2 separate regions of the Mus musculus genome follow, and region 1 is linked to region 2. Evidence: chromatin contacts called from public promoter capture Hi-C data. All regions are on one chromosome and are shown on one strand. The core of a region is the stretch at or near the end of the contact, and the rest is flanking DNA. Distances in the headings are between cores, read along the strand shown.

Region 1 (2,837 bases), core at 27-2,526, 100 kb after region 2:
ACCAGTATTAAGTTTGTAAATCTAACCAAGAACCTACAGCTGGGAGCTCACGGGCCCTAGAGGATAACTTAGTATTTTTCTACTAAAACAGACATAATTAATCAACTGCCTCTAAATTCAGATATCTGTACTCATAGATCAGTCCGCTCTCAGGCCACATCGGAGGGATCTCTGTGTAGTGGACACTGGTTAGCACAGAAACTCACAATGCGTCCAAGTACAGAGAGTGGATGTCAGTGGAGTTGTCAAACACAACTGGGACATCTATACCACTCAAGGCTAGGAAACCACTGCAGAAGGGCGAGGGAATGGAATGATTCTAAAAGCCAGGGAGCTGGGGAGGTTGGAGTGAAAAACATCTTCTGGATATAAGAGTAGAGAGCAGTCCATGAGCTCCACCTCCAACTGAGGGGCTCCTGAGAGATGACGGCATCTGGGTAAGGCAGAGAGCCATGGTTTTTAAGGGTATAGCCCCTGGTAAGTTGATAATGGTGCAGTGAATGGCCCCACACATAGGAGCATACATGCGCATGTATGTGCATGTATATGTATATGTGTATATATGTGTTATATAGATAGATATAGATACATATATGTGTGTGTGTGTGTGTGTGTGTGTGTGTGTGTATCAAATTTGACCTCAGGTTATTTTAAAAAATAACAGCATGAATTTGAAGGGGATAGGGAGTTGGTTTTGGTCTGGGAGGGGTTAGGGAAGGAATAAAGTAAAAATGATCACAATAAATTATATGCAATTCTCAAATAATTAGTAAGGATGTTTTCTAAAGGTTTGGGGGGGGGGGAGAATCCAAAACAAATAAATATTTGATCACGCCCGAAGTCACAGTTCTGTCAACAGTCACACGTGGCCATTGTCTTCAATGGCCCCACATTAACATGCATGGCGGGCCGTGGAAGAAAGGAAATCCCATTGGCCATCTTGTCTGGCTTACTGCAGGGCAAACTAGCCTCCAGACTTGGCAGCATTCGAATCACTCAAACCCCTGCTTCCACGAGCCCCTCAGAAAGAAGCTGGCTATGCCACCCTGGGGACTTAGGTCATTATTTAAGAGAAATCAGCTCAGGAACTGGTCCCCAGGGAGCCAGAAGAAGGAAAGGGGGTGGGGGCTAAAGACAAGAGCTGTCACCCTGCCAGCCTCTTCCCTTCTCTACCAGCCCCAAAACTGCAAACACAGTGAGAGGACAGGATGGTAAGAACCGAGCAATCACCTCAAGTGTAACCAGGGCTGCAACCCAGTGTGGGCATTTAATCATTAGCTAGGGCTTTGTGCTCCCTTTGTGCATAAGCTGACGCCACCAAAGGTCAACATGTCCTGGCCTTGCCTCACAATACCTCCACCTGCAGAGGGAGAACAAAAGCTCAAACAAGAACCAACCTGGCTTTCAAAGACTGGATGACAAAGGCAGCCAGGGGAGGCTGGCATTGTTGGGTGCATCTGTAGGGGGATTTTCCATTTCCCAGTAGGACTTGTGCTGAGATGTGTAGCTCCCGGCTACAGTTGACAGTGCTCAGCTTCCAGGAACCTCCTCTCTGGGACTGCCTTTCCCAGAAACCCAGAAGCCTAAACGCCTCACAGTTGGACACAGTCAAAAGATGGATGTTATTTTAGGTGTGGGAGGGGATGGTGAAATCAAAGAAAAAGAAGGATCAAAGTCTGGATTGTGGTTGGATGGGAGGAGCCACAGACTTCTCAAAGATCTGTGCCTCCAGGGTCACCGCATCTCAGATGTTTTGGAAGAGAACTGAAACAAGACACTGATGAACAAAGATCTGGGCTGACGTCAGACATCCCAGGGAAGCAACCGTGAACACTGGCCCAGCCCTGGCTGGCCTACCAGCATCCTGGCATCCCAGGGAAGCATCCATGAACACTGACTGGCCCAGCCCTGGCTGGCCTACCAGCATCCTGCTCACAGAATCGCTGCTGGCTACATAAGGAACTCCTGGGAGTCTGGCTTTGCTGTCCTGGCTTTCCCTGGAGAAAGGGGTGTCACGGTCCTGTCCAATGCCGCAGACAGGTCATAGACAAAGGTTGCTTCTTAGTTTCCATGGGTGACCTATCAGTTCTCTTCCTGGCATGGGCCTCACACAGAGCATCTCTGAATCCATGCTATTCCTACATACTATTCCTAGGAAGACTATTTCACTGCTCTGCAGCCAGAGTGGCCTCTTCTCCCATCACTCCATAGTTCTCTGGAGAACAATTAAGTAATATGACAATGGTCCCAGAGTATTGGTTTCCTGAGGCTACTGAAACAAGAACCCTGCACTGCATACCTCCAAACCACGGGAGTTTATTTCTTCCCACATATGGGGCTAGAAATGAAAGACTGGGGAGTCAGCAGGGCCAAATGCAAGACTGGGCCTGTCTCTTGCATCTTCACATGACCACTGCAGCCCCGGGGATCCGGGGATCTCTGCCTCTGTCATCATCACAAGGCCTTTTCCCTGCATATCTCTATGTGTGCATGTGGGCCCATCCTCACCCTGCATGTTCACACTCCTAGACTTACAGGTCTGAGATAGGTGTGACTGTTAAGGAAACATCATTTTGAGTTGTTCCTACAACCCTCTAACTTCCCAGTAAGTGCCAAGGTATTGATGGAGAGATACAGTCCTCACACTGACTATCCATCTATTGGGACAATAGAATTAGAATTTCTCTAAGAATCGAATGCTAGAAGAAATGTCTGAAGCCTGGTGTCAGCCAGAGGGAAAGCTGGTCTCATAAAGGTATTTCACACAGTTCTGACTACTGATCAGACTCTGTTGTAAAAGAGACTGGAACCCAGACAATGATGGGCTAAGGACAGAC
Region 2 (2,764 bases), core at 76-2,575:
GAAAATGATGGTTTTATATGGATTCCATTAGAAGAACAGGAAGCTTTTGAAAAAGCATTTGACTTAAAATATCTCTGGCTCTTAGAAGGGACAACACATAAAACTTACAACCAGGAAGTTTTACAACACATAAAACTTACAAGCATGGGGCAGACCCTAACCTGCCGGGGCTTGTCATGGGGCTTATGCAAGGGCTTTCTCTCGAGAGTACGATCTGCCCCGTGATGTGAGCTGTAGCGCACAGCCTTGTATCTGTAAGGATCAACAGATGCTGCAAGAGACCACATTCTTCCTCCCTAGCCACTCACAGCCCTAAGATTCTCCTACCCGACATGTGGGGGAGGCAACCCCAGTCCTATCCCAGGAGGGAAGGACAGCTAAGGTACCAGTCACCCCGGCTGCAGAAGCTCTGCCGGAATCTGAGCACATCAGTCCAGTCAATGCCTGTTTTGTTTCAGTGTTCATGGATTTGCTTAGAAATGCTACCTTTGCAGGCTCCAAGCATAGAAGAGATGAGGGAGCCTCATTAAAAATCCCAGCATCTGCTCCACAGGCTGCCTGCCTCTTTAGTGGAAACAACTGCCCTCTGGGGAAGCTGCTCGGGGAACACTCTCCTGAGGGCTATGGGTTGGGCTGTGACAGAGAGAAAGGGGCAGGCCCACGATCATCAGTTTGGGCAGAAGAGTGCACAGAAAGCGGCACACATTCAAACCAGGCTTTTGTTCATCCCTAAGGAGCTCCACAAAGTTAGAAAGCGTGCCTCCCCTGAAAGACGGTCCCTAAGAGACTTGAGAAACGCCACTAAGTGATAAGGGAACTCAGAACAGAAAACTGTCTGGCTATCTTTCCATGCCCCAGTTCACCTAGGTGTCCTGGCCATTGGCACTGGGTCTGTCTGTCTCCTCCTCCCTACTCCCACCACTACCCTCCCCCACATCCCAGATCAGGTTTCAGCAACTGGATGTGCCCAAAGGAACCAGAGCTCAGAGACACCAGGGACACAGAAATAGCTCCTGGAGAAGCCACGAGGCCAGCTGTTGGCTTACCTGGGCACCTGGGGTCCGGTCAGTCCATGGAAGGGCCTAGAATCTGTGAGCCTTGTTAAAGGCACTCTGCAGGGTCTGTCCCCAGCAGCCCCGGGTGCTGAGTCCGGCCCAATGGCGTCCCCCACCCACCCTGGGAGGGCTCAGTGTTCTGCCAGTCCCCGGGGGAGTCAGGGCGAGAGGCGGGGCTGCCACCTCCAAAGAGGCCCATTCAGAGGGCAGCGGGAGAGTAGGTCGCAGGAAAGAATCCCGGGATTGTTGGGCGGCCGCGGGCTGCTGCGGGCCGCCTGCCCAGTCAGTGCCTCCAGACTTGGCCCCGCCTGCTCTCTGCTGCAGTTCGCTTCCTTTCCATTCTGCTTCCCTTCTTCCTCCTCCCCCTTCAAGTTCGGAAAAACTTCCCGGCCAAAACCCACCACAACTTAAAACCACGCCGCCGAGACCAGGGACACCCAGCGGAGACAAGGGGCAGGACAAACAGCCACGCCCCACACCTGCCCTTCGCGGCAACCTGAGGACGCAGGAGGAAAAAGCCAGTGGGGTTTGACTCTGTGACGCTGAGCCACAGATTCCTTTCCTGGTAGAAGGGGATCGCCTCGCCCCAACAAAGCCTTCACCACAGCCCTACACAAGGCAGCCAGGAGACTTCAGCTGCGGAAACCCACTCCTCAGTATCTGCTCAACTGCAGATTTTCCTCCTGGCTGCAGTGGGAACCAACAGAAACTGATCAGGAACCAGCCTGTTTCATTGGGCTTTCTACTAACAGGTTCTGGGAAGCATCTACATCTAGATCCCCTTCTTCCTCCTATTTCCTTCATGTGTTTCCCCCATATGGAAGGGCCCCCCAAAACATCAATTGAACCTCTCGACAGCCTTCAAAATTGCTTACAAACACCAGTACCTATTTTAGTCTGAGACATTTTCTTGTGCATCAAGTAGCATACAGAGTCTATTACCTGAGCACTAAAACACAGCCTGTCCAGCAGCACTCCACGTTTTACCATGAACTGAAGGCAACAGAGTCTCACTCACTCTGCAAATGTGAGCTTCTAGAAACTTCTAGAACATTCTCCCTGAACGTCTCAAAGAGAAGTTTCTCATGTTCCCCAAGGGTTGCTTCCTGGCCAGCATGTGCCAGTGTTGATTTTACTTCATTATCGCAGGCCTCTGCACAGAGGTAAGTTTCCGGCACAGCTTGCTGACCATCTTGCTGAATCTAAGCCTGCCCAACCCCGCAGGTCCCAAGAGCAACTTGATAAGGAGAGGCCCTCATTCCAGGCCCATTCAGGCCACGTGTCTAGGGCCCAGCCAGGAAGACCCCTGAGAAGACACTTCCTCCCAGTTGTTTATATGCCTGAAAACAGCTATCCCTGCTATCGGAAATGCCTGGCCCCAACCCAACAGGATCAGCGGCGGGCTCAGTGAGGTGGGTGTACCAGCCTTTCCAGTCCACGACTTCCATCAGAAAAAGGTCTAACTCCTCTGTGGGTCCCGTCTACCCACAGGCCAGAGGACTGGGGGTTGTGACCGTGTCAAAGCCATGACCCAAGCAGCTCTGAGCAGGCCTCCTCACAGACTTGCTCATCACCCCCGCCCCTCCTCCCGCTCATCTGCGGCAGTGTTAGGGATTGAGATGGCTTGGAGGGTTCCTTCCTTTAGGAAGAAAGTCATTCTCTGAAACCCCACTGTTTCCCCTAGGGATCAGGGTCAGAACCTGGACAAG

What was found. Capture Hi-C pulls out chosen DNA fragments and counts their contacts.
Region 1: a contact with region 2 is called in a promoter capture Hi-C map of liver. The contact joins two enhancer-like sites. A contact is called at or near these places in 1 of 115 datasets of contacts at active chromatin or transcription factors (embryonic stem cells) and 2 of 9 other capture datasets (liver and pancreatic islet).

Annotation. Positions count from the first base shown.
Region 1 is chr11:8,568,110-8,570,946 of GRCm38.p6, forward strand. All of the region lies in intron 4 of Tns3 (tensin 3), which reads right to left. Among named protein-coding and RNA genes, the nearest start is that of Tns3, 95 kb to the right of the region's middle. Within about 2 kb of position 1,277, at least 73 of the 459 cell types and tissues checked have an H3K27ac peak or open chromatin away from gene starts, as enhancers often do. A contact at or near this core is called in embryonic stem cells, liver and pancreatic islet, where this site is marked.
Region 2 is chr11:8,467,381-8,470,144 of GRCm38.p6, forward strand. The region is part of intron 20 of Tns3 (tensin 3); the gene reads right to left. Among named protein-coding and RNA genes, the nearest start is that of Tns3, 200 kb to the right of the region's middle. Within about 2 kb of position 1,326, at least 263 of the 459 cell types and tissues checked have an H3K27ac peak or open chromatin away from gene starts, as enhancers often do. A contact at or near this core is called in embryonic stem cells, liver and pancreatic islet, where this site is marked.